2 separate regions of the Hordeum vulgare genome follow, and region 2 is linked to region 1. Evidence: chromatin contacts called from public Hi-C data. All regions are on one chromosome and are shown on one strand. Each heading gives the region's core, a stretch centred on a gene start, on an enhancer-like site or on the middle of the called end of the contact. The rest is flanking DNA. Distances are from core to core; before and after follow the strand shown.

Evidence for each region. Hi-C and Micro-C count contacts between places; a contact is called where the count stands out from the background.
Region 2: a Hi-C map of leaf shows a contact between it and region 1, with 4 times the contacts expected there. The contact joins the promoter of LOC123398534 here to the promoter of LOC123397871 in region 1. A contact is called at or near these places in 2 of 6 Hi-C or Micro-C datasets (leaf and seedling).

What each region holds. Positions count from the first base shown.
Region 1 is chr5H:88,015,697-88,022,600 of MorexV3_pseudomolecules_assembly, forward strand. It overlaps LOC123397871, which reads left to right and starts at 3,214. Exons shown (of 14, transcript XM_045092392.1): 1 at 3,214-3,543; 2 at 4,860-5,308; 3 at 5,435-5,498; 4 at 5,621-5,977; 5 at 6,651-6,775; 6 at 6,875-6,904. The coding sequence starts at 3,520. It overlaps LOC123397872 (a long non-coding RNA gene), which reads right to left. Exons shown (of 3, transcript XR_006610033.1): 3 at 6,396-6,904.
Region 2 is chr5H:88,217,763-88,224,666 of MorexV3_pseudomolecules_assembly, forward strand. It overlaps LOC123398534 (xyloglucan galactosyltransferase KATAMARI1 homolog), which reads right to left and starts at 2,446. Exons shown (of 1, transcript XM_045092997.1): 1 at 342-2,446. The coding sequence starts at 2,046. The coding sequence ends at 409. It overlaps LOC123396362, which reads left to right. Exons shown (of 3, transcript XM_045091316.1): 3 at 136-163. The coding sequence ends at 163.

The DNA of each region.
Region 1 (6,904 bases), core at 1,964-4,463:
ATCGTTCGTTATCCTGCTAGAACTTGGAGCATCAAAAAGTTGTGGAAGGTGATGACATCTTGTGTGATCATGCACAGCATAATCACAGAGGATGAGCGTCCATAACGTCTCTATGATCAAGGGTTTTAGTTTCAGGGTGGTGATGTTATGCCCGAACATGGAGGAGCGACAACGTTAGCAGAGTTCGTCGAGTTTCATCATAAGATGCTTGATTGAGAAACCCACATACCGCTGCAAAATGTTTTAATTGGGTATATGTGGATTCATGTTGGCAACCAATAGATGTATCAGCAACCTTTTATTTTAAATGTATTTGAGACAATATAATGTTAAACTACGAGATATTTTATGTTCTTGAACTATACAATGTTTTGTAATTTATTGAACATTTGTTAATCTAGAATTAAATTTTATGTGGTTCTTGAAAAAGCGATCAAAATATGATCGCAAGCCTGCCGCACGAATGAAAAATAGGTCGACGTGTTGGGCGTACGGTCAATCCAAACGAAAAATAAGACGGGTATGTTGATCCAAACGGACAAAACTCGAACAAAACGAAGTTCCGTTTGGATCTTAGTATCACTACTCTCAAGTATGGATTATTAGATAGGAGAGGCATGCATCTCTACTCTCCTATACATAGCTGATTGATCATTGGGGCGGAAGTATGGAAGTACTAGTAGTTCCCGCTGTCTCCTTGGAGAGAAGAGGCGCGCGCGAGTACCGCCATCGACCCCTGACGCTGACGATGCCCCTGTCTTGCTTTGCGCCCCCTGCTGGCGTTCGTTGGCACTGCGTGCATGCATGCATGCAGGTCACTGGCTTTGGTAGGAGCAGCTTCTGTCTGCCAGTTCAGGCACGCCAATGCCGTGCCACGACCCCGCTCAGATCATGGGCTGTTGTAGCAACGTACAAGTCAGAAAGATAGTATACAATGCCAATGCAGTTGCCGTAGAGTGAGAGACGGGCACCCAAGACACGTGTTTACCTTGTTCCTTTATCAGAATGAATCAAATCAGAAAAGCCTGCACGGTGCAAAATGCATGAACGCTGGCAATTCCACCAAGTGCGCGTTGGTAGACCGCTCCATGGTAGCCGCTCCCCTCGTGTCGTCTAGGAGTAGATACCACCGTGCGCGTGTGCAACGCCGGGGGTATGCCCCGTCTAGGATCCCATCCACGCGCGCAGGTGGCATTGGGCAGGCCTGCCGCTGCGGGTGCAGTAGGAATCTCTGTGGACCGGCAACCTTAACCGGCCGGGTGGAGGAAGCAGAGCAGGTAGTACGTGTGTACTCTACCTGGCAGTGTAGTTTGGAAAAACGAAAAGAAAGAGGAAAAAAAAAAGATGACTTTCCCAAACGGCAGTGCAAATCAATAAACGGAACTGCATGCATCGCGATCGCCTCCGAAGTTATCCTGACGGAGCCATCAAACCCATCCATGCATGCATGCACCCGGCCGGTCCGTGCGATGCCAAAGCTGCAGGCCAAACCAACGACACGCTTCCATCATCATCATCATCATCATCATTCATCAGCAGCATCCTCCTCCTCCGCGCGCGCCTACCGAGAAGGATATGCGAACATTTGTTAACCTTACGTACCCATGGCACTGGCGAGTGGGCCGCTCCCGCATCGCAGCCCCACCCGTCAGCGGCCGAGCGCGCGCACTAGAGGAGATGGCACAGTACAACGACCACCCGGGTCACGCGGATTGTTGATTGGTGATCCAAAGCTCCTGCGATCGTAGGTTACGTACGTACTCCTGTGGCGCACACACAGGCTGTCCCCTCGATCGGGGGGGCCCTGACACCTGATCCCGTGGTCCAAGTGAAGCAGCAAAGCGGAAAAGCATGCATGCATGCACAAGAACGTTTGTGCGCGCGCGCGCGCATTGATCGATCGCCTCATGTAGCCCGCCCGGTGCACGCACCAACGTTAACTAACCGTACGCACGCACGCACGCACGGCCGCTTGACTAGCCCGTTGGCTGTCCCGTTTCAAACCCATCAGATTCCTTCCTCGTAGCACATTCACACCAGCACACATGCATTTTCTGCATGCTTACAAAGCGGCTAGGTTGTAGTACTAGTTTCTCACCGTGTATTTGCCACACCCGCACTGCTAGACCTAAGGAGCACGCGCGCCCGGCCCAATCCGATGCCCCCTCCACGAAAGGAAACGCGCGGCGTGTGCGCGCCTCCTCACGAGCCTCCCCCCGCGGTGGCAACTTCACGGTGCGCGATAGATCCATGCCACCAAACAGAAGAAGCAAAGCAATTCCTTCCTTCCGCCGGCCACACGACGAAATGAATGAATGAATCTTTCCCACCGGAAGGCATGCCAATGCCCATGCGGCAATGCATACACACGCACGAACGCACGGATGGAACACGAACCCCACGCTCGTTCGTTCACACAGCAGCAGCGATGGTGTGCACCAATCATTATCCCGTTCCATTGGCTTCTGATCCGTCAATCCATCCGTCCATGGGTCCGCCGGTCCAGTCCACCCCGGGTCCCCGCGATCGTCCCTGTCCTCATGCGTCCACAGCGTACGTACGTACCAACCCCACCAACACACGCCTATCTCCGCGCGCCCCGAGGAAGATACGCCACAAAACCACCTTCTTTCCTCCTCCCAACCAACCAAACCCCTCGCCGCAAAACCCCAGCACCGCACGCTGCCACTCCGGGGCCACGGCTCTCCGACCCCACCGGTCAGCCACCCAACGCGCAGCAGCAGAAACCCTCCTCCTCCTCCTCCTCCTCTCTCTCTCCTCGACGAGCACCGCCCGGCCGGCCGCCCCCACAGCTCCGGCTCAGCAGCAGCGGCTGTCCCCTCCGCTCTGACACGGCAGCGGGGGCCCAGCGGAAGGCGATGATCGACAAAGCGGACCAAAGCGAGCCCCGCCCACCCCTACCCTACCCTACCCTACCCTACCCTAGCCATAGCTCATCCGGAGGACAGGAGGTCGATCGATGGTCCCACTCCCGCACACCCCGCCCGCCACCTTCGAGGCAGCTTCCGGGGGCCGGTGGTGGAGCGCCACGCGTCTCGACCGCGACGGGGTCTCCCGTTTCCGTTTCCGTGCTACGTCCCGCGCACGGCGCCCCGGGCATGTCAGGAACGGCAAAAAGCGTGGAGCTTTTAATGGGGGGAGGAGGGAGGGAGGTGTGGTGGGGCACGATAGCTGTGAGCAACGGGTGGGGTGGGTACCGGCTACCGAGACATGCTGTGCTAGAGAGACAGTCACAAGAGAGGGACAGGCAGGCAGGCAGGCAGACAGACCAGCGCAGGATAAGTGCTGCTTTTGCAGTCTGGGCTCGCCGTGCGCGGTGGGTGTGTGGGTGCCGGAGGAGAGGAGGAGCGCTCCGCTAGCACTGGTCTACATCTACATAAGAGAAGGGCGATCGAGCGGAGGCGCAGGGTGTCTGTTTGTGTGTGCGAGCGAGGGCCGGGGAGGGCGGTGAGGGGTTTCTCCACGAGCAGCGGAGCAGGCGCGGCGAGGGTTTCCACGATGCCGGCCGCGCGCATGGGAGAGGTGAGAGCGCGAGCGCCGCCTGCATTGCTGCGTGCGTGACCTGCGTGTTGCTGCTTTGTTTGCCCCCCCCTGCGTGTTCGATTCCATCCATTTCTTCGCGGTACGTACGTACGAGATGATTTCGGCCTTGCGGTTTTGGGTGGGGCTCGCCGATGACCTCCGCCGTCGGTGTTTTGCTTTGCATGGCCCGGCCGGCGAGGAGGCCGGCGTACTTCGTTTTCGTTGGTTCTGATGGGTCGCTTCGTTTTGGCTTCGGGGTTGGGTTGGGGTTTTCTCCTTGCCCCTGTTCCTTGGGGTTTTGGGAGGATTGGTCCGGGTGTTTCGCACGGATTTGATCCGGCCCCAGTTCTCTTCTCGCCGGGCTTGTGCGTCCTTCGTCCGACCATTCCGTGCATTTGCTCTGGTTTTGCTCATCAATCGTTTGCTTCATCGGGTGCTTAATTATGCTAGTTTCTTTCTTCTTAGTGCTGATTCCGATCCTGTGCGCTATTCTGTCCGTTTTCTAGCAGCCTCACGAGGGGAGAGCGAGTTCAGTTTCCGTCCGATTGCCCTGCATGCGCGTGTTCTACCGCCATTCGGCTCGATCGGGTGTTGCTTTGGGGTTTTCTATCCCACGAGTTCCAAGTTTTTACATCAGATTAGGAAACGCAAACGCGTGTGTTCTTCTTCCTCATGGTGGTGTCGTTTGATGAGGTCATCTAGTATATTCCTTCCGGCTTTGCTTGTCTTGGCTTTTCTTTTGGCCCGATTTGATTTGACGAGGCAGGCAGAGGCAGGCCCTTGCTGGTGCCGGTGGAGAGAGAGAGAACGAAGACGAGATTCCACGCTTCCGATCATAACCGGAAAGCTTTCCGTCCTCGGCGATCGCTTTGGACGTGGAGCAGACCCTTTTCCCAGCTTCGTTCTCGGGCGTCGTGTCGCCCCCGGCCCGTGATCGACCGACGTGACCAGTCCGCGTTTCCTCCATGATTCGAGCCAAGCGAGAGCCCGCTAGCTGCGCTTTCCCGACCGAGCTTTCGTCGCGCCTGCTTGTTCTTCTTTCCCTTGCGTGTCCCTCCCCGAGGCGATCCAGTTTCCAGTTTCGTGCCTGCGCTCTGGCCGGCTGCAGACCGCCACTCTTGTCATGATGCTAGTACCTTGGCTGCATTCTCCCATACTTCACTTTTGTCATGTTGTTCTCGATCTATCGGTTCTCGTCTCGGTTTTCGCGCGCGATTTTTCGGGCGTCTACACAAAAATGTTTCTTGGGATTTTTTTGCAGCGAGTTTGACTTGTCACTTTTAAATTTTGATGATGATTCGGTTTGGTTGGTGCAGGGCTTGAGCCAAGAGGGTGGCGGGACGACGGAGAGGATGGGCAAGGACACCGACGTGTCCCGCGCCGTCGTGGAGGATGACACCGCGCTCCTCCTCGCGGCGGTGGACAGCATCAAGAAGGCGGCGCTGGGACGGTTGCGCGGCAACGGCGGCTCCGACGCCGCCAGGATCCTCGACCAGGAGATGTCCAACAGGCTCCTCCACCTCGCCTGCAGGCACGACGCCGTCGAGTGCGCCAGGCTCCTCCTCGACGGGGAGTACGGGATCACGCCGGCCTCCGTCGACGCCAGGGACCAGCTCACGCGGACGCCGCTCCACGTCGCCGCCGACGCGCACTCCAAGAGGTGCATCCAGCTGCTCCTCTCAGCCCCCAGGAACGCCCGGACGGACGCCAGGCTGTTCGACGGTACACGCCTCGTCGCGCTCGAGGTCGCGCTCATGAGCAGAAGGTGCGTCAATGCCACCAACGGCTTGCTACTGCTATTTCCTAGTGCTCCTACTGATTGCTCATTTGGTCGATGCCATTTGGGATCAAACTGACACCCCGTTGAATGCATCTATCTCTTTCTCTCCAGAGTCCAAGTTGATTGGTCACCGGACAACTCAGTCGAGGATCTTCTGGCTTATCTGCAACAAAAGGTTTGCATCATCGCTAGACTCGCCCACAGCTCCATGCTACTCCTACCTGGTTGATAGATACGTACTCGAATATAGGATCAATCTCTCATGCCAAACTGCAACTTCCCTGTATGTGTGTGCAGGATCTGAACGCGGTGAGGCTTCTGGCAGAGAAGACCAGGGAGGTTGGGGAGGTGGCTTACAGATACGCCATGGAGGGGCGTGTAGCTGCACTTGCCATGCTGCTTCTCGTGGCCGAAGACAGGATATTGGCGATGGTGAGCGTGGTCATTGACGGCGTCAGGACAAAGAGATCAATCTACAACTCTGTTGTGGACGACGTTCTGTCGATCGGAGAGGCTTCAGCTAGGGACGGCAATGAAATGAGGAGGAAAGCCTTGCTCTGCGAGATTCAGCTGCTTAACCAATTTGGGGCCACGTCGTGGAGGGAGCGAAAAGTTGACAGGAGAAGCTTGCCGCCTCTACTTAGGGCTGCAAAGGTATCGATTGCTGTCAGTTTCATTTTACACTTAAATTGTCACCACCAGCATTCCCAACTTTGCTGTGCATTGAGTATTCAGTGTCTTAGTTTGTGGTCTACACGATTGCTATGGCTGTTATGAAGTTTAATTGAGTAATCAGTGTGTGTAACTGAGGTCCACGCCTTATTTTTTTCGGAAACACTTTTAAGTTGAACATGAATTGAGTATTATGATTACGATCCATACTCTTTGTTTGCATTATCAAGAAGCAGCTCTGCATTTTCTTATGTTTGGTTGATGCGATATTGCTGTAATCGTGTAACTGCAACTTATATATAGAAAAACTTACAATGATTGGGTGTTCAGTGTCTTTACTTTCTGGTCTACACAGACTTTTTCCCTTTTAAGAACTTCTACATTTGCATTGCACATGCAATTAGTTGCTACGACTGCCATGAAGTTAAGTGAGTAACCAGTGAGGTCCACACCTTATTTTAGGAAAGACTCCTAAAATAATACATGAAATGAGTTACTATGATTATGAGCTACACGCTTTGTGTTTACGCATCATCTAGAAGCAGCTGTGCATTTTCTTATGTTCAGTTGATGCAATATTGCTGTAATCGTGCCAAGCCTAACAAGCTGCATCTTGTACATTAGAAAAACTTGCGATGATTGATTCCTTGTGCAGGCCGGAGATATGAATGTCACGAAGATGCTTCTGATGGGGGATGTTGATGTCAATGAAACCGACCCCGAAGGAAACACGGCACTTCACTGGTGCCTCAGTAGTAGCTCAAGCACACAGGAGCCAAGGTGCTCTTCTTCAAAATTCTGGTTCATTAACAGCTAAACTGTAAGATGGTTGTTCTCGCTATTTCCAAGTGTCCTTAGTTGTCTTCTGTCTTTGTGCAGGATTGTGTGGCTCCTGCTGAAGAATGGTGC
Region 2 (6,904 bases), core at 1,196-3,695, 200 kb after region 1:
CAACGTGTGAAAGGAAGACGACGAGGAATCGTTTATCTTTTTTATTAAGTACTATGATGAACTGTCGACGAGGATTACTTTTTATCTATGAACTATCTATACTATATCTATGACCATCATCTTGATTTTGTGTAGAATGTGTATCGCGCACTCTAAATTTTAACGCTTCTGGTGGAACGGCGCGCGTGTATTTTTTTTAGAAATCGTTGGAGCCAGCGCTTTCGGGCGCAAAAAATATGATATTCCTACGTTGTAAAGTGTCTTTTTGGCATGCGTGTTGGAGATGCTCTAAGCTTGTAGATGTAGCATTTTTTGCTTGGAGTTGCCCTAACCTCCTCAGATTATATTGATTGGCATGCATTTGGTGTCCTCCTTGTGCCTCGAAAATGAGAGCAAAAGAGTGTTTCGCTACTTGTCAAAGTAAGCATCCCACTGATGCCCCACATCATCCTCCAGCCCTCGCTTGATCCTCCTCACCCTCTCGATCACGCCATCCACGGCGACGTCCACGGCGTCCCTGAAGCTGTCGCCGGCCTTGACCCTCGGGTCCCTGTACACGATGCTGGGAATCATCCTGACCACTTGCTCCCTCATGGCCGCCACCTCCCTCGCGCCGATCCGCCGGAGCACGTCCTCCACCCTCACCGTGCCGTTCCGCACGCCGTCCTCCGGCACGAACACCGAGTACCTGCGGTGATCCGCCGGCAGATGCCACCGGTACTGCACGTACGCCGATCCGGGGTGGAAGAACACCGGCACGCAGCCGGCGAGCACGGCGTCGAACGCCGACCGCCGCGTGTACGAATCCCCCTGGGGCTGCAGGCAGAAGGCGGCGCTCTTGAACAGCCGCATGACGTTGCCCGGCGCGTAGCAGTCGTTGCGCCGGCCACGGGCGCCGCACACAAGGAGCCCGCACCGCCGCGACCGCGCGCACTGGTTGATGATCGCGTCGCGGACGACGGCGTTAACGTTCTTGCTGCTGCCGTCGTGCGCCCGCGCGCCTCCGGCGAACGCGAATAGCCATGGCCTTCGCGTGCGTCGCACGGCGCGCTGCCACGAGGCCACCTCGCCGGCGTGGGACGGGTGGAAGTAGGTCGGGTACGGCACGCCGACGTCGTTGCCGTGCCACGGGCTGGACTCGATGGCGAGCATCGTCATGTTCTTGGCCTCCGGGAGGAGGAGCAGCCGGCTCCCCCACTCGCCGCCGCCCTCGCGACGGAAGTCCCACGTTATGCGGCCGCCGACGAAGAAGTGGTCCCGCCCGCCCTGCGCCGCCCATGCCGGCGACGACCGGAGCCACTCGAAGAGCTCCTCCGCGAGAGCGTCGCGGACGCCGTTGCTGAACCCCCACAGGTGGCGGCCGACGTCGAGACCGGCGTAGTATGGCACGTAGACGGCGGCGGCGCGGGACGTGTCGGTGGTGAGACAGTCGTACCGTCGCATCCGGCTGTGGAAGATGACCTCCAGGGCGAACTGGTTGGTGTCGTACCAGCCAGTGGACGGGAGCACGCCGCCGGTGCGCGTGAGCCGCGGGCCCATGCCGGCGTTCACGAGGTGCTTGCACATGTCGGTCCACTCTGACAGGGACCGGCAGTCCCGGATCAGGTCTGAGTTGAACCGGCTCGGCAGATCATGGATGTAGATGTATCGGCCGGCGCACCGGTTCCGGTCGGTCGCCACCGCCGGCGGAGGCGGCGACGGAGTCTCTGTCCCTGCTTGACCTGACACCTCCGTTCTTGCTTGACGTGCCGGTGCCAGCGGTGGAGGCGGCGCGTTAATGACGCCATGGCGCTCCGTCGGCAGGGGCGGCGGCGGCGAGGACGTGTCAACCATCTCTCGGCGCTCCGACGGCCATGGCGTCGTCGTGTCAACCGCCCGCTGCCCCGTCAACGCAATGTTCGGCTGGAAACTCTGCCGGAAGACGGCGACCTCCACCGGCGGAGAAGGGAAGAAGAGGAGCACCCACAGGGCGCAGCACGCGGGGAAGACCAGCGGCAGGAGGTACCTGCCGGCCCGGACCGCCGTCGATCCGTGCAAATTCACCATATGGCCGCACGTCGTAGAGAACGAGTCACTCACCAGCCGGCAGCCGGATTTTAATCGGCCAGAGCGATCGATATGATCCGGCTGTCATATCGATGCCCCCGCCTGTCCGATCATCAACAGCTTATTACCAGGCGCGAATTGATTCCGGGAATGGGGACATGCATGCCGTGCATCAGCGATTCCTTCTTGCATGCATGCATACATGCATATATGTGTTTCATGATGTATTTCCATTTGTTCGTCACCTCTCCTGATTTGTCTTCCCTCTCTGTCGTTAGTTGGATCATGCTCAACACATGTGGCAATGAACCACCCAAATTTCGCCGTGCTTGTAGTACAGCTGTTGTTTGGCAGCTCGATCGGGGCTCATGCAAGCAGGAATGTTATATGAAGGATTTGGGGGTTAATTATGGGATTGTGAGAATGAAAACGTTTGTACCGGCGCTCCGGTCAAACTTTGCGTCGGATGCGCGGGGAATGGTATGGCCAGAAACACGTGCTGGCCCCATCTTATTCCTTCGTTTTCTGCTTCCTCGGCTTCGTCTTTCTCCTCCACTCGCATCCTCGCTGCTCCTCACAGGCAGGGAAAAAGCTTCAACCGCACGAAAAAAAAACTTCAACCGGTGTGCAAAAATGCTTGAACGGCAAGGTGAAAAGTTTCAACCATGGGAAAAGGCTTGAAAGGCGTGGAATGAAAAGCTTCAACAACGGAAAATATTCGTGCGACATGCAAAAAAGCTTCAAACGGTATGCAAAAGAGCTTCAACCGGCGAAGGAGTAACCTTCAACCATGGAAAAGCTTCAATGGGCGTGGAAGAAAAACTTGGAAACGTGTAAAAAGTTTCAACCGGCAAGGAAAAAAACTTCAATCGGCAAGGGAAAAAAATCTTCTACCAGGCGCCGACATGGTGACGATGGTGCGAGCGGCAACACCAGGAGCTGCGTCCGGTGCTACGATAGCGGCGGCTAATTGCTACAACGATGAAAAGGTCGAGCATTCTACGAAGACGGCGTTGCTACAAAACGACGGCAGGGTGCTGCGACGAGATCGAGCTGGAACCGGCGAGCACGGTGTTGCGAGGATGGCGACCGGCGACAGGGACGACGGCCAGCAGCGAGCTGCTGATGCTTCAAGGGGATGGAGACCGATGGCAGGGGCGGCGACCAGCGGTGATCGGTGACGCTTCAAGGTCCGACATCGAGCGTTCATGGCCGATGTCCAGCAGTGTTGTTTTTTGACTGGATGTCCTTCCGTTTAAGAAAAAAAAAAGGTGAAAGGGCCTGGTCTAATGGGGGTAACAGCAAAATCTGACGCGCTAGATGTGACTGTCTGAAAAACTCGTCCGACGCACGCGGCGCAAAGCATTGGCCTTGTGAGAACTGAGAAGGTTCTAGTGAAATTCCCGTCACGATAGCCCTCCGTTCCGCATCAACAACCTGCGCTTTTAGTTTGGCAATCACCTTGTGCGGGTCGGCGGATAGGGAAAACCCTATTTAATGCTCTTTGCGTCAAATAGTCGGACAAACGCACAGAAGCTGCCAGCCAGCGACGGGTTTGGGCCGGACCATTAGCAATCCCGGTGTTGGGAACCTTCTAGAGGTTTCCAACCGGTTTTTTCCGGCTTTGGGAACTTTTTAGAAGATTCCATGAACTGGTTTTTCATTTTTAGCTTTTATTTCCTTTATTCTTTTATGTTTCTTCTTTTTCTGTTTATGTTCAAAAATGTTTTGGAATTTCAAAAATGTTCCGGAATTTTTTTAAAAAATCGGAATTTGAAAAAATGTTCCAGAGTTTTAAAAAATGTTCCCACATTTGAAAAAATGTTCCAGATTTCAAAAAATGTTCCGTAATTTGAAAAAATGTTCCGACATTGAAAAAATGTTCCCGATATTCATAAAATGTTCCGAAATTTTAAAAAAATGTTCCGAATTTGGAAAACAGTTCCAGAATTTGAAAAGTTGTTGCAGAATTATAAAAATATTTCTGAACTTGAAAAAATATTCCAGAATATGAAAACATGTTCCGTAACTTTGAAAAAATTGTTCCAGAATTTAAAAAAATGTTCCAAATTTGGAAAAAGATCCGGAATTTGAAAAAGTGTTGCGGAATTTGAAAAATGTTCTGCAATTGAAAAAATATTCCTGAATTTTGAAAATATTCCGGATTATGAAAACATGTTCCGGAATTTTATAAAACTGTTCTGTAATTTTGAATAAATGTTCCGGAATTTGAAAAATTGTTCTGGAATTTTCATCAAAGTATTTCAGCTTTTCCAAAAAAATGTTCCGAAATTTGAAAAAATGTTCCGTAATTTGAAAAATATTCCGGATTGTGGAACAAATGTGCTGGAATTTTAGAAAATGCCCCGGAATTATAATTTTTTTTACAATTTTATAATTTTGTTCACAATTTGAAATTTATTCATGTTTCGATTTTTTTTATATTTGAAAAAATGTTTTATGGTTTCAAAATTTCTTCATGTTTCAAATTTTGTTCACAATTTGAAAACTGTTCATGGTTTCAAAATATTTTCCAGATTTGAAAAATGTTCACGGTTTTATAATTTTGCTCGTGAATTTGAAATTTGTTCATATTTCAAAATTTGTTAAAATATTAAAACATGTTTTCTATTTCGAAAAATGTTCTGAATTTTTTAATATTATTCATCAAATCCTAAAAATGTTTTTCTTCAAATTAGAAAAGAAAAGGAAAAAAGAAAGAAAAAAAGAACCAAAAAGGAAAAAAAAGCAGAAAAGAAAAGAAGGAACAGAAAATAAATAGAAAATAAAAGCTGGGCCGGCCTAGTCGGGCGACCCCCTGTACGTCCGCTCGGCAGTTGGCCGCAACGAGCGGCGCATAGGAGGTCCCGGGGGATTTCGACCAAACGCGCACCCCTGCCCGCCTTGATGGCTGGCCCGTTAGATTGTTTCTGCTTTTTCTTTATCCTTTTTTCTTCTCTTTTTAGATCAGCGTATTTCTTTTAAATAAAATAAATAAATTTTGAACAATTTAAAAATTCATGGTCTCTTTTGAAAATCATGAAGAAACTCTAAATTTGTTAACAAAACAAGGCAAGATTAATTTTAATATTCATTTTTATATGGAAATTTTTCCCTGACATGAACAACTTCCAAAATTATGAAAAAGAAATTGTGAACATTTTTTTAGATTCGTGGTCTTTTTTCAAGCTCGTGGACATTTATGGAATTTTGTGGATAATTTTTGAACTTGTGAACATTTCTCTGAAATTCGTGAACAGTTTATGAAATCACCGACTGGCGGAGGGCGAGATCCACGACGAGTTCGACGGCAGGAGGCCGTGACGGCCATGGCCATTAAGGGTGTGTTTGGTTTAGAAACCACATGGACTGGAGTCATGGTGGTTTCATGAGATTCCATTCCACTGGAATGGGTCGATTCTATTCTTGCGTTTGGTTTGTGTTAAAAGATGAAATGAAACGAGTCTGTCTCGATGTTTGGTTGGAGATACATAATGAAATCAGTTTAGCTCAAATTATTTTTTGTAGGGGAAAGATGAGGTTACCTCATATGGGTGTGTGTAAGTTAGAGCAATAATAACTCATTTGTATTTTCACAACATTTTATTGGCAACATTTTCATATTTTCCATAGCACTAACATGGCAAAGAGAGATCGATCATATTTTGCATATAACCCGAACTTCATTGAGGAACAAGTGAAGAGGCCGCACACCACACTTTACTAACCGCGGCCACTCACCTTGTATAAGGAGATGGATTTAGCTGGTGCACCATTTTTCTAACCAAAACCATAGTAAATCTCCCTTCACCCTATTCTACCTCATTTTTTGGTGATTTGTATTTTGTTCCCTCTGTTCCAAAGTAACCGAAGTTCTAGTTTTGTCCTAAATCAAACTTGCTTAAGTTTGATCAACTCTATAGAAAAATGTGCTAAGATCTACTCCCTCCGTTCCAAAATATAAGACCTTTTAGAGATTTCACTAGGAGACTACATACAGAGCAAAATGAGTGAATGTACACTCTAAAATATGTCTATATACATCCGTATGTAGTTTATAGTGCAATCTCTAAAATATCTTATATTTAGGAACGGAGGGAGTACAACACAGTACACACATAATATGAAAATGTAATTTATAAGTAATCTCGTGGCACTAATTTGGTGTTCTATATGATAATATATTTTTCTATGGATTTGATCAAACTTAAAGAAGTTTGACTTAAGAGAAAGCTTAGAACTTAAATTATTTTAAAACGGAGGAAGTACAGTAGTATTTATGAGCATAAGGTCGGATTTGGAATGCCGTTTCGCTTAGCAATACGCGTGTAAACAATACACGTCTCACTTCGTCGTTTTGCTTTCAATCAGAAATTGCTACTAGCCCGGTATGTTACACCTGTAAATTAAATACATGTGTATCTAAATACATCCAATCCAAGCAAGTCCTAAGTTATGTTGGCCATAACATACATGTGCACATGTATGGATCAGCAGCAAAGGTGTAATGAATTCTGCACCAATTTTAATAGTTGGATGGTGTACACGGAGCAAGAGTAAGGGCCTTGGCAAAAACTTATTGTCTACAATGCATTATGGTAAATATTTTTCAGTAAATAGAGGCTTCTATATTAACTTCACACGAACACACACGCATATACGAATTTCAGCAATAGCCATCGGTGTGTCTGAAGACCACAGGAGAAGAGGTCCTTTTGACTTTTATGATAGGGCGCCCTCGGTTCAAGATGCTAGTGTGCCCTAGGCTCAAAATTCATCTTTCTTTTAATTTGCACCACCGTAGTCAAATAAACCGAGGGCGCACTAGCATTCTGAGACCAATCTACTCGGCTACTCC